Regions from separate parts of the Mus musculus genome. Here region 2 is linked to region 1. Evidence: chromatin contacts called from public promoter capture Hi-C data. All regions are on one chromosome and are shown on one strand. The core of a region is the stretch at or near the end of the contact, and the rest is flanking DNA. Distances in the headings are between cores, read along the strand shown. Region 1 holds the start of Cyp11b1 (cytochrome P450, family 11, subfamily b, polypeptide 1). Region 2 holds the start of Zc3h3 (zinc finger CCCH type containing 3).

The links. Promoter capture Hi-C pulls out the DNA fragments that hold promoters and counts their contacts.
Region 2: a contact with region 1 is called in a promoter capture Hi-C map of hippocampal neurons, with 2.4 times the contacts expected there. The contact joins the promoter of Zc3h3 here to the promoter of Cyp11b1 in region 1.

The regions. Positions count from the first base shown.
Region 1 is chr15:74,837,476-74,844,028 of GRCm38.p6, forward strand. Cyp11b1 (cytochrome P450, family 11, subfamily b, polypeptide 1) reads right to left here and starts at 4,168. Exons shown (of 9, transcript NM_001033229.3): 1 at 3,893-4,168; 2 at 3,335-3,490; 3 at 1,752-1,951; 4 at 1,430-1,633; 5 at 1,019-1,170. The coding sequence starts at 4,137. It also overlaps a transcript of Gml2 not described here.
Region 2 is chr15:75,838,233-75,844,785 of GRCm38.p6, forward strand. It overlaps Zc3h3 (zinc finger CCCH type containing 3), which reads right to left and starts at 3,676. Exons shown (of 12, transcript NM_172121.1): 1 at 3,618-3,676; 2 at 1,024-2,332. The coding sequence starts at 3,663. Gm34851 (a long non-coding RNA gene) reads left to right here and starts at 5,273. Exons shown (of 2, transcript XR_384203.2): 1 at 5,273-5,854.

The sequences.
Region 1 (6,553 bases), core at 2,918-5,417:
TCTCTCTCTCTCTCTCTCCCTCCCTCCCTCCCTCCCTCCCTCCCTCCCTCCCTCCCTCTTTCTCCCTCTCTCTCCTTCTCTCTCTCTCTCTTTCTTCCCCGCCTCTCTCTCTCTCTCATCACCAGTCTGTTTCCATGCTGTATACTGGACACATCAACCTGGGTTTCTGCTGCCTGATTGGCATAAGACTATGGTACATGGACTTTCCTAATGGGGTCCAGATTCTTGCTGGCCTCATCTGACCCTGTGTCCAGATTCAGGTATCTTGCTGCCTTACCAAGCCCTGGAGTGTATGCATATAATTCTGCCTTCTCAGACCCCCCTTTCACAGGCTCTCTGATCTCTGTCTGCACTGTTACCGCGCCTCTGGCTTCTCCCACAGGCCTTATGCTGGTCTCTCTCAAGTTCTACTCCATGGTGGGAACATCGTGGCTTCTGTTCTTACTCATTCTTTTCTAGAACTTGAGGCCTCTGTTCCTAACCAAGAAGCCTAGCTCGGGGTATACCCTGGGAGAAGGGTCCTTTCACAGGCAGAAATCTTGCACCTGGGCCTTCATTCCCTACTGAATTACACTGCCATCTTCTCCCTTCTGCACCAGTGGGTAACCTGGGTGCTTATCACTCCCTTGTCCTTGTCTTTCCTTGCGTTTGCCTCAAGTTCACACTGACCTAGAGGACTGCTCTACTATGCAATAGAGAAGACTCTGGGCCACTCACTGTCCTTCTAGGCCTGCAGCATGCTCATGCATTGGGGGAAATGAGGGATAGGCTGCTGCCTGTCAGGTTTTCTCTAACCTGACTTATGCCTGAAACTCAGATATTCAGGCCTTGCCTACACACTGCCTGGCCAGGTCATCTCTTTCCCTTGGCTCAGACATTTCACAAGCTTCACAGCAAATGTCCACAATATGGAGGAACAGCATCGGATGGCCCGGGTGAGGGAGGAACTGTGAGTGACTGTGCTTTGAGGAACACTCTGGGGTGTCTGCGTGGGATTCATGCTCTGGGGGATCCTGACCGTGTCAGTGCTTCCAGCAATGAGTTCCATTGAGTTAGCCTGGATGGCATCCATTGACAGAGTTCTCTCAGCTACCAGCTCTGCTGTGACACTCCAGGACTGTGGACGACCCTCTGCCAGCTCTCGATACACATTCTTGATACATTTGGTGACTGTAGAAGAAGAGAAAGTGTGGCATCGTAATACCGGGGTAGGTCTCTGCTTCCCCCAGGTCCCAAGCTGTTGTGTTCCCTAGCACCTCAGTCTTCCTGCTGCTGTACCACCATGGCTGGGTTCTACAACCCTGAAGTCACTGTGGAGCCACCGGAAGGGCCTTAAGCTGCCACAGCTCTTTGAAGTAAACACAGGTAATTAGGAATCATGTGACCATCATCCCCTGCCTGTGGCACTGCCCAAGGCAGTGGTCCTTACCATATTCAGAGATGAAATCCCAGGACTCTAAGTTTTCTTTCCACACCCTGGTGCTTGTCCATCGGGTCAGGCTCCTGGGCAAGTACAAGAGCTGTGTGGTGGTTTTGAACATGGAGTGCAGGGTGTGGAGGAACTTCAGGCTGTCAGGGCTCAGATCACGGCCAATGAGGCCCAGCCGCTCCCCAAAAAGAACAAAGTGGCTAGCTGCAGAGAGAATATTATCACTGAACCAAGGCAGTCAGTGCTCTCAATGTGGTTTGCTCCTTCCTGGCCTCTGCTATCCCAGTCTCCCTCAAGCTGGACCCTTCTGCAAGCCACATACCTTCTATGGTATAGTTGAACACACTGGACTGAAAGTCCATAGAGAAGCTACCATGGACACTTTCCAGCATTTTCTTCTTCAGGTTATCCACAAAGTCCCTTGCTATCCCATCCACCAAGGGGACAAATTTTTGAACGGCTTTTGGTGACAGAACATTTGGGTTCAGCTGCAGTCGGTTGAAGTACCATTCTGGCCCATTTCTGCAGGACAGAGTAGAACTATAGACATATCCAGGGAAGGCCCCAGACCTATATCCATCTTCCTAACTCTCAAAGAAATTGAGGAAAAGAGATGTTGAGCTCAGAGGTAGACTTTTCAGGTCCTGAACCCACTCCTTTCTTCCAAAGCAGCCTACATATGTTGGGCAGAGGTCACTAAGTCTGAGGTGGATTTAGCACATCCGTTACCCAAGATGAAAGGAGCCTCTGCTGTCAAGCTCTGCCTACCTGGCCTATACCACCACCCCACAGAAAGGAAGCCCTAGCTGAGCTCACTGGCCCTGTCATCCTGTAATGTGTGATCTCTGAGACATGATCCCTGCCTGTCTCAGCTAAGGGATCCCATCTTCCCTAAGGCAGGCACCTCAGCAGAGGACCACTCACAACATCCACAGACTGAAGTCCAGGGTGCAGGGACCCCATGGAGATGCTCCAGTAAATGACAGGCTGGAGTTTGCACACAGAGCCACACAGGCAGGAAGCATATCCTTTTGTGTGCTAAAGTCTGTGATTGGCAGTGATCACATGTATATTTACATGTGTACCCACACAGGACCTCAAAAACATGTTTGAATATCCTAGTCACTGTGGGCATGAACCCAAGAGAACAGCCATACACACCAAGGCAAACACACGTTCCTTTAGAGAGTCAAGTCCTACGTCTGCATACATCACACTGTCATGCTTTCAAATGCATACAAATCAAATACCACAAGTATACAGAGACAAGATGTGTGTGTACTGCTCTGCCCCATTGCCTGTTGAGCACTTCCTTGCTTCCAGGTGATTTCAGACAAGGTTCCAAGGTACTAATTTCTTTAACCATTACTGAGAAAATACTGCTCTTTGTGCGGTCTCAATTAGCTGTGCACAACCTTCCTTTTTCATTCCCAGCAATAATTCCTTTTCAGCTCACACATCCTAAGCCTCTAGGAGCCCCTTTCTTACCACCTGATTCAGGGTTTGATTGTGAGCCCACAAGAGCTGCTCACTTCTACTCTTCACTCCAAGTCCCCAGGATGGTCTACCTCAAATCTCTGTGAGCAAAACATCCCCTAGGGAAACAAAACAGCATTGCTAGACATTGGGCTATGGAAGAAGCTGGCTGTAACCTTGATCCAGGGGGTCTCCCATCCCCACCTTCCTAGGGCAGCCCTATAACCTGTGGGAAGGAGACTGGGAAAGGCATGTTCAGAGCAAGTGCTATTTGGCCATCTCCCTCTTCACCAGATCCCCAAAACTTCCATGTCATGGTACCAATTCATGCTTGTCAGACATTAGTCATCACATCCACCCCAGCCAGTTCTGCATCCTGGGTTCAGGACTCCACTCTCACCTCCCTTCTCATTCCCTATGTCCACTCACAGCAAGAACACACCACGTCCCAGGCCACGGAGTTCTCTATGGACTATCCAGGATTCCAAGGGCATGCGGCAAGGGTGCGTACTCTCTACCTGGTACAGCTTCTCAACATCCTCCGGCAACGTCACAAACACAATCTGTGTTTTCCCTACACTGTGCCTGTGGGATGAAGCACAGAGCCCTGCTGTTAGTGGAATGCCCTCCACCTGAGCTCCCTGCAAAGCCAGCCCTGCCAGTGTGCTCTCTCATCTCATCCTCTCCTGGCCCTTGCTTCCCCCCACAGGAGGGCTCTCCCAGTGTCTGCCTGACTCCCCTCCACTTCAACACCCCCCCACCCCCACACACACTATCCTCTCAGCAGTGAGCAGTGCCTTTCTCTGAACATGTGGAGAACCCATGAGTCAGGCCCATAACCTCCTGTGCTCCCTCCCTGTCTTCCTAAAGATGGAATACCTGGAGATGCCTACTGGAGAATGGCAGCACCTCATACCCTGCAGAGCCTGTGCAACCAGAGGACAGGAAGCTCTGTCTGTGCGTGGCTATGAGTAAGGAAGCCCTTACCTGAAAATGGGCCCCAGCTCCCGGAAGACCTGATGCATCTCCAGGTGTAGGTTTTCTTGGCCCTGCTCCCTCAGGATCTGTATCATCTTCAGCCACTTGTTCCTGGAGTACTGTGGTATGGCTTCAAAGGGCTGCAGGGTCTTTGGGGCCAGTGTTGCCGTGGTGCCCAGTGCCCTTGTCCTGTGCAGGCACTGCCAGGGTCTTGCCAGCCACACATCTGTTGTCACCCTGAGAGCCATTGTCATCTTCCTCTCTTCCTGTGTTTAGTCCGTGGCCTTTTATCTTGTTTTAAGGACATGGATTGCTGACTGATAATGTCACTGGAGGATATGTCCCTGGACTTGCCCTAGAAATGTATTCGGTGCTGATGGCTCTGCTGAAGGTAGAGGAAGGAGGTGGCCTTCTCCCTGGTCCTGCCTCTGCAATGCCTGCTGCTGGGTGGGAGCTGAGGTCAGGTGCAGACTCTACTTGAACACTCAAAAAATGTCCAATGGTCGTTTGAGCCTTCTTTCTCCTCCCCAGGGTGAGAGCCATCAGATGCTCATATTTTGCCTTATTTGGAGCTTGAATGATTCATCCTGACTTAAAAATCACTAGCCAGATTAAGGGCATGGGGTTTACTAACTTCTGATTTACAGTTATGTGTTGGCTTTTAAATTTTCTCATTTCTCTTCAAATTGAGAATTGACAGTGAAATCCATTTGCCACGGGGTGAGAGGATGACTTAATTGGTCGAGTATGAGAACCTGAGTTCAGATCGCTCAGAACCTTGTAAAAGCTAGGCACATTAGTGTGGGAGTCTAACCCCAGCACTGTAGAAGCTGAGAGTGGCAGATACCAGAGCTTGTTAGACAGCCAGTCTATAGTCAAATGTACATACCTGTGCCCACACACATACACATGCATGCATACACACATAGAGACACACACAGATAGACACACACAACACACACACACAGGCACACACGCAGTCAAACCTCTACCCCACACATGTATGTGCATGTGTGTATACATACGTATTTACATAAACATTTCTGATGTTTCTGATACAGAAGAGATTTTTGTGATGGTGGTGGTAGTTATTGTTGTTTCCAGGCAAGGTCTTTCTGTGTAACCCTGGCTGTCCCTGCACTCACTTGTGAACCTGGCTGCTTGCTACCAGGTTCCATTAGATCACAGATGGTGTAGCTGCCCTGCTCCTAGAAATCAAGCGATGCCCTGCTGCAAACAGTTTCTTGAGAAATTTTAAGAGCCAGCACTTAAATGTAAATCAAGACAGTTATTAAACTGCTGCCCTTCCCTCTTATCTGGCTTGTGATTTTTAAGTCAGGATGAATCATTCAAAGCTCCACCAGAAGATAAAATATGTGCATCTGACGGCTCTCGCCTTGGGGAAGAGAAAGAAGGTTCATGCTGTGAGAGAGCACAGAAATTCAGTAAAAGATGGGATGAACACAAACCCTGCCCCTCTCCCTCAGAGCTGCAAGATGAGTCTGTGGTCTCATCCAGTAGCTGGGTCATTGGAAGAGTTCATAAGTGCTATTTCCCATTCCCACTCTGAAAAGCTTTAGAGGTTGGTATTTCCTTGGCTCAGGGGGAGTCTCTGAAGGTTCTCTTTTAGACTCCCCCTTCAGTCCCACCTCATGTATGTCACAACTGCCTCTCGTATTCTACTTAAAGCTTCTGATGGTGCCATTCTCCAGACTTGTGAAGGGAAGCCTGAATTTCCCCTTCAGTTCCAGTGATGTTAGCTCTTATCTTCTGACCTGACTCTCTATCCCTTCCCTCATCTCCCCATATAAAGGTCCAATCATAACCACTGTGGTGTCCGGGTTCTCTCTACTAACACAAGAAGTGAATCTGTATGACCTGCTTCATAGGTGAAGTACAGTTAGAGACCATCAGAGAATCACAAATAAGTGGGAGGTACTAGCTTCCTGACTTCCCTAGCTAGCAGCTTGTGCCTGCTTGTCTAATTGTTCATCTTAGGATTGGAGAGTTACAGATAGTCTGCTACATGACTCAACCCATGTCCAAAATGGGGGGCGGGGGGGAGGGAATCTTGAGTCCCACAAAGGCAGGGACTTTGGTTATCAGGCTATGCTAGTTCAGCGTGGGAGGATTGTAACTCTCTGTCGTATCAGTCTTTTGAAGGGAAAGATGGTAGGAATAGATTTTAGTTTAGGGACTATAGAAAGCACTATTTCATGCCTGTTTCTTTTACATTTTCTTTACCCTGACACTCTTGCAGAATCTTAAAAGAAAACCTGTCTCATGTTCTCTAGAATAAGGGCAATGAGGTCCAGGCTCATGAGGCTCTGGAGGGAGAGCAAGGTCTTTGCTGTGAATGAAGTCAGAGACTATTGTATTATAGTCTAGGAAGCATCTGGCTGTTTCTACCCAGGCCTTGGAAATTTGAATGTGACCAAATCAAGAGTAATAGACTAAGTTGTCCAGTGAAGCTATTTCAAGATAGCCTACCATCCAGGCTGAGTGGGTTGCTCACTGTTCTTAGAGTTATAGTGAGAGAAACAGAAAAAAATGTAAAAATTTGGATTTGGGTGAAAGAAAGGAGCACAAATGGAGTTAATGTTGCACATAGGGGAGACAAGTTAAGTTTGGTCAAAACAGGTATGCCTGTTAGAGAGATGGGCACAAAAG
Region 2 (6,553 bases), core at 2,426-4,925, 1.0 Mb after region 1:
TCTTATGGCATAGGCAGGCCCCCTGCCTGGTAAGCAAACAATACCTTTGCCATCAGTGGCTGATGTGAAGTTTCTGACCCCGTGACCATATACCCTAGGCTAGGATGCCATCTCAGAGTATCCTGAAAGGACGCAAGGGTCAGGACCTCAGTGATATGTGCTCATAAGCCAGCAGCTTGGCCTGGTCACTTGGCCACCAGCAAAGAGCCAGCTGGGATGTAAATGCAATCTGTTCCCTCTGGAGCACTGGACACCTAACACCTCAGCTCACTTGGAAGATGGCAACAGAGCACAAGGCAGGAAAAGCCTGGGACTGCCATGCTGCCGTCCCTTTCAGTCACCCCATGTGGCACAAATGGTACATCCTTCTATCTGGACAGGGCCAGAGTGCCCCACAAAGCCTGACTTCCTAGAACCTAGAGCCCTCAAGTAAAAACAGAGCAGGGGAAGTCCAGGCATACCTGGCGGAGCCCAGCACCCTAGTCCACCACCCACAGCTCAGACATATAACCCACTGCTCCGGCCAGGACAGCCACTCGGCATTCACCTAATGCTACACACTGGACAGACCCACGTGCTGCTCCCAAGCACCTAACCTGGCAAGGCACCATATGTTGTTGAACCCTGCCCACCTAGAAGGGAAACTACCCAAACCTAGTTTCTCATCAAGAGAAGAAAAGATGGGTCTGTCGGCATTACCAGTGCCAGAGCTCTTGCCTCCTCAACCTTACTGGGGCCCCAGGTAAGCGCCTGAATCATTCGGCCTTTACCTGACACATCTCTATATGACAACAGTACTTCTAGCCTCACTCCATGAAGCATAACCCAAAATCACACTCAAAGCTCTCGGCTTAGGTCACACATGAGTGGTGCTGAATAAACCCAACGGGGGCCTTCTTTTTCCCCAACCTGGAAACCAGGAAGGGAGTGAAAGCTAAAGTCCAAATTCTCTAATGTAGGAACCAAAAGCGCTTCATGAGCCCTGCCCCACCCACCTAGACCGGACACTGTAAGACAGCACACCTGGTATTGCCCCGCCTCCGGATAATCTTGGTCCGGCTCTTCACTTTGTAAGCTGAGAGCTGTGACTCTCCAAAGAGGGGCTTCAAGCTGCTGGGTCCCCCTGCTGGTCTGTCCCCTGATGTGGGCCTAGATGGGACTGGGGAGAGCTGAGAAGTATGGTCCTTGCTGCCAGCCTCAGACTGCCAACGGAAAGAGGAAGAGGAGGAAGCAGACGGGCTGGAAGCCTTCCACTTGTACTTGCTGGGAGAGAGGCCAGGCTTGGATGGTGTGGCCAGTTTCTCCGGCCTCACCTCTGGGTCAACTTTAGGCTGTGGCTTCTCTGTCTTTCCAACTGTACCCAAAGTGGCCTTGTTCCCGCTCTCCAGAGTTGTTCTGGGACTGAGGGCTCTCCGAGCGACCCGTGGGCTCTTTTCTGAGGCAGCTACCCATTTGTAGTTGTTTTTCCGAAACTTGCTGGTTCGACAGGACACGAGCAGTGAGGCCTCCCTGACCTGCCTGGCTGTTGCTGGTCTGACTGAAGCCACCACTGGCCCCAAGGAAGCTGGCTGGTCTGAGTGGCCAGTGTTTGCTCTTTGGTCTCCAATGAACTGTTCAGAATAGCTGGTAGAATGAGGGCCTACCTTCCTGCCCAGAGCCACAGCAGTGTGATGGGGCAGGACAGATGGGAAGTGTACCCTGAGGGCCACTTCATTTTCACTGACTGTCCGCCGATGCTCGGGAGAGCTGTCACTCACCCTGCCCACAGACTTCACTACCCGAGGCTTGCCAGGCTCCTTCTGGCAGACCAAGAGGGGGTCGTCCACACTGTAACCCACCTTGGTTCTTCCTGGCCTTGCAGGCTGCAGTTGTCCACCAGGGACCTCAACCTCACTTCCTTGGGGTCTTTGGCCACTCCAAGAGGGGTCATCACAGCCTTCCAAGGACCCCCGCTGGACCCCTGAAGCATTGATGGCACCTGACTTTGATGGTGGCTTGATCTTAATAACCATATTCTGATCTGGACTGAGCTGGACCTGTCTCTCCAGTACATACTGCTGGGGTTCAGGATGCTGGCTATCCTCAGACCTGAGGGATGTCTGAAAAGCAGGATCGCTGGCTGGGTCAGAAGATTCCACAGGCTGATTCACAAGGGAGTATTTCTTGCGCCACGAAGGGCCATGGTGTGAGGAGAAGCCCCTCCGACTTGGACGGGAGTAGCGGGCGCCAAAGGTCCTGCCACCCGGGAACATGGGTGGCTGCCACCGAGTAGCTGATGAGTTGCCCAGGGCAGGGCCATTGCCGTGGAGTGTTTTATAGTCATCAATTAGACCTGAGAAGGCAGAATCACACGCTCAGTTACCTAGGAGATGTGAATAAAAACAGCACCAATCAAGACTACTACCCCTACCCTAATACTCCAGACCTGCTCGCCTTGCTGACTTGAGAGCAGTCCTAAGTGACTGGAAACCATGTAAAGTTCAGTCCAAATCTCTAGGCTTGTCAATTCTGTGAGCACTTCTCCATCACTATTAGTATTTGGCTTGCTTATCCTGAAGATGGCAGCTTTTGTGGTATGACTGCTTCTACCCCCTGGCCTATGAGATCTACAATGTTCTGAGAGCAAGTGTCACTCCCTATACCAAAAAAAAAAAAACAAAAAAAACAAAAAACAAAAAACAAAAAAAACCAAAAAAAAAAACAAAAAAACAAAAAAAAACAGTCAGGGACCAGAAACCTGTGGTGCCTGGGTAAGAACTGGACAAGTCTTCCACTGAGGCCCTGTAGTTTACCCACTCACGGGGAAAATTGCAGGACTGCACCATAGTGCATAACTGTCTTCTCAGAACTGACGCTTCTCTAACCCAGTACGTGACAGACAGAAATAAAAAACAAAAAAACAAAAACACAATGATGACCCAACAGCTAACTAACATCATCTCCTACAGAAAAACACCTGATACCACCACCACAAGGATTTTCCAATGAAGTGACTCATGGAGCCCTGGAAGAAGAGTGAAGGAACGCCAGCAGGCTCGCTGGATCCCCAATAACCAAACACACACACACACAGGGCCTGCCTCGACCCTCGAATCCTGCCAGACACCTCCGGTCGGGTGTTAGGGAAACGCACGAAGTAGTCTCAAATAGGAAGGCCACTTGGACTCTCCTTAGGACATGCTTTTGTGGGGGAAACTTTGAAAACGATATGAACGCTTATAAAGACCAACTTGAGTCTAAACATTTGAAGCTGAAGCTGGTGCCTGGGTAGTCAGCCCTGAGTACGTGGGGGCTGTGCCTGAATCGAGCCAAAGGCACTCAACGGCAGCGGAAGAGAAACGCTTCCGAGCCAGCCGAACCTGGAAGTCGGCTGCCGCGACCACTCGCTGGTAAGACCACCGTGCTATCATCTCCTGACAGCCCCTTGGAGGCCCGGCCCGCTCCCTCGCCCCGAAGCCTGGCGGGTCTGTCACGCGAGGGCCGAACCCGACTCGGCCGCTCCGATGCCCACCCATGACGACCATCGGGAGACCGCAACCGACAGCACTCGCTTCGGAGAGGGTCTACGGCGATCACAAGAAACAAGGGAACACACGGCCCGACCGCAGCCAGCTCACCCTGCAGGAGGCGTATCTGCCGCCGCAGCTGCTCCTTTTCCTCCATCTCCGGAGTCCGCGACGCCTAGCCAGACCCCCTCGACGTCATCGCCGCGCGACTGGTCCCCGCAGGCGGGGAGGAGAGAACGCCGAACTTCACTATGCGTGGACACGGGGTTGGAAGGCACCGTCGCCCCGGCAACCCTGGAAGGACGCATGCGCAGAACGAGAAAAATCCGTCATCTTGAAGCGCCCGGAAGTGGCCCGCAATCTGGCTTCTGCACCAATTCCTGCGCATCATTTCCACCGCTGGGGGTTCCTCGGAAGACTTGGAGGAGATAGGTTGCTAACAGTTTCCCCTAGACCCAGGAATTCCTTTTATCAATTTATTTGTTTGAGACAGGATGTATTTCTGGCTGGAGAGAAACATAACTGGGGAACTCGCTATGTAGACTAGGCTGGCCTCGAACTTACGGAAGTTCTCTTTCCTCTGCCTCCGGACCTGGAATCAAAGGGATGCCATTTTAACGCCTTTGCTGCCGCAGCAGCACGAGAACAGCGAAAAGGAATCGGAGGCAATTTTTTTTTTCGGATGATTACAGGTGTTAAGAAAATTCTTGAGGGCATTTAGTAGGAAAGGCTGCAACCTCTAGAAAATACTGAAAAAAAAAAAAAACTCACGGTAGTTACCACGTGATCAGACAGTCCCACGTCTAGGTGTATAACCAACGCGTAGAAAACACCGATTCTAACATATTTGTATGTCATTATTTATAATAGCTAACCCGAATGACTGTTTACATGGAAATGGGATATTATCCAGTGATTTGTTTTGTTAGAGACAGAATCTCGCTATGTACCTCTGTCTGTCCTGGAATTCCCTATGTAGACCAGGCTGGCCTGGAACTCTCAGAAATCTGCCTGCCTCTGCCACCCAAGTGCTGCAATTAAGAGTGTGCCACTATGTAGGAATGTGCAGTATCTTTGGAGCCCTAAGGCCTCAAGTCCGGCCAAGCCTCTACCAGTGAGCTACATCTGCATAGTCTACTGTTACGCCTGAAAAAGAAGTTCTAGAAGCTGGGTTTGATAGTGAATACCTGTAAGACAAGCATTAAGAAGTGAGGGTAGGGGCTGGTGAGATGGCTCAGTGGGTAAGAGCACCCGACTGCTCTTCCGAAGGTCCGGAGTTCAAATCCCAGCAACCACATGGTGGCTCACAACCATCTGTAACAAGATCTGACTCCCTCTTCTGTAGTGTCTGAAGACAGCTACAGTGTACTTACTTACATATAATAAATAAATAAATCTTTAAAAAAAAAAAAAGAAGAAGTGAGGGTAGATAGCCGGGCAGGCCGGGCAGTGATGGGACACACATTTAATCCTAGCATTCTAGAGACAGGCAGGTGCTCTGGAGGCAAAGGCAGGAGGATCTCTGAGTTCAAGGCCAGCATAATCTACAGAGAAAGTTCCAGGACAGCCAAGTTAGGCACTGAAGGAGTTGAAAAACAAAAGGTTGGTGATAATGTCATAAGACAAGGTGCCCATGTCCCAGCTCCAGCAAGCAGCAGAACTCAGCAGCTTCGGGCATGTGGCTCTGGCTTTAGAGTCAAGAATAGAAGGGACTACTGGGGCAATTGATGCTGTTTAGCTGGAGCTAAGAAATTAGTGGTGATTATGAAGAGACCAGCATCACTGAGGTGAAATCTTCTGGGAAGTATTTTCTAAAAGCAGAAAGAAGCTGTGTTCTAGAAATAGCCGGGGATGTACCTCATGCTGGAAGCCAGACTTGGTAATGTATAAGAATCACCCAAGTGGTACTAGTTTTGAAGGCGTAAAGTGTTATGGAGAGCAGCTTAGCTTGGCACTGTGAGATGCCAGGGAAGGCCATTGGTGAAAGTGCAGCTTGAGTTGCAGTTGATGGCCCAGGCCTGAGGGATCATGCAAAGAAGTTAAGGTCAGGTACCTTAAAGGGAGCCTATGAGAGGCTATTGACGACGCCTAATTGCAGTGAGAAATCCCAGCGTATTAGAGATGCCAGCACCGCACCATGGGATGACCACCAGGAACAGCAGCAGCAGTGGAATGGAGTCAACCAGAGCCTAGAGTGCTACAGAAGGCAGAGCTGGAGAAATGACAGGTCCCTTTGGAGGAACCCCGAAAATCGTGTGGATCCCAGACATTGAAACAAGAAACTATAAACATTGAAGTTGCTTTGGAGACCCTAAAATATTCCAGAGGCCAGAGTTATGTGATACCTGGTAAGGAAATCTGCTAATAGGGAGTGGAACCCACCAAAGAGAATTGTCAATTAAGCATAAATGAATTGAAATCAGACATGGAGATGCAGAGTTTGGAGTTTCCAGCTGGCATTTGGTCTTGCTTTTGTTCAGGATTTCCTCACTCTGATGTTTTGGAATGGTAATGTATATCCTGTGACTTTGGAAGTATGTGATCTGCTTTTTGATCTTGATTTATAAGAGATTACAGTTAAGTGTTTAGATGAATCTTAGAAGAGACTTTGAACTTTGGACTTTTAACATTGCTGAGACTAGGCTATGGGACTTTTGAAGTAAGACTAAATGTATTTTGCACTATACTATGGCTAGGTGTGGCCCCCATAGACTCAAGTGTTTGACCTAGCCTATGGGGGTCAGGGAGTGGAATGTGATAGTTTGAATATGCTTGGCCCAGGGAGTGGCACTACTAGGAGGTGAGGCCTTGCTGGTGTAGGTGTGACCTTGTTAGAAGAAGTGAGTCACTGTGGGGGAGGGCTTTAAGACCTTCCTCCTTGTTGCCAGGAAACAGTCTGCCCCTGGCTTCCTTTGGGTGAAGACAATAGGACTCTCAGCTCCTCTAGTACCATGCCTGCCTGGACACTGCCATACTTTCTGCCATGATAATACTGTGTAAGCCAGCCCCAATTAAATGTTGTCCTTTATAGGAGTTGCCTTAGTCAT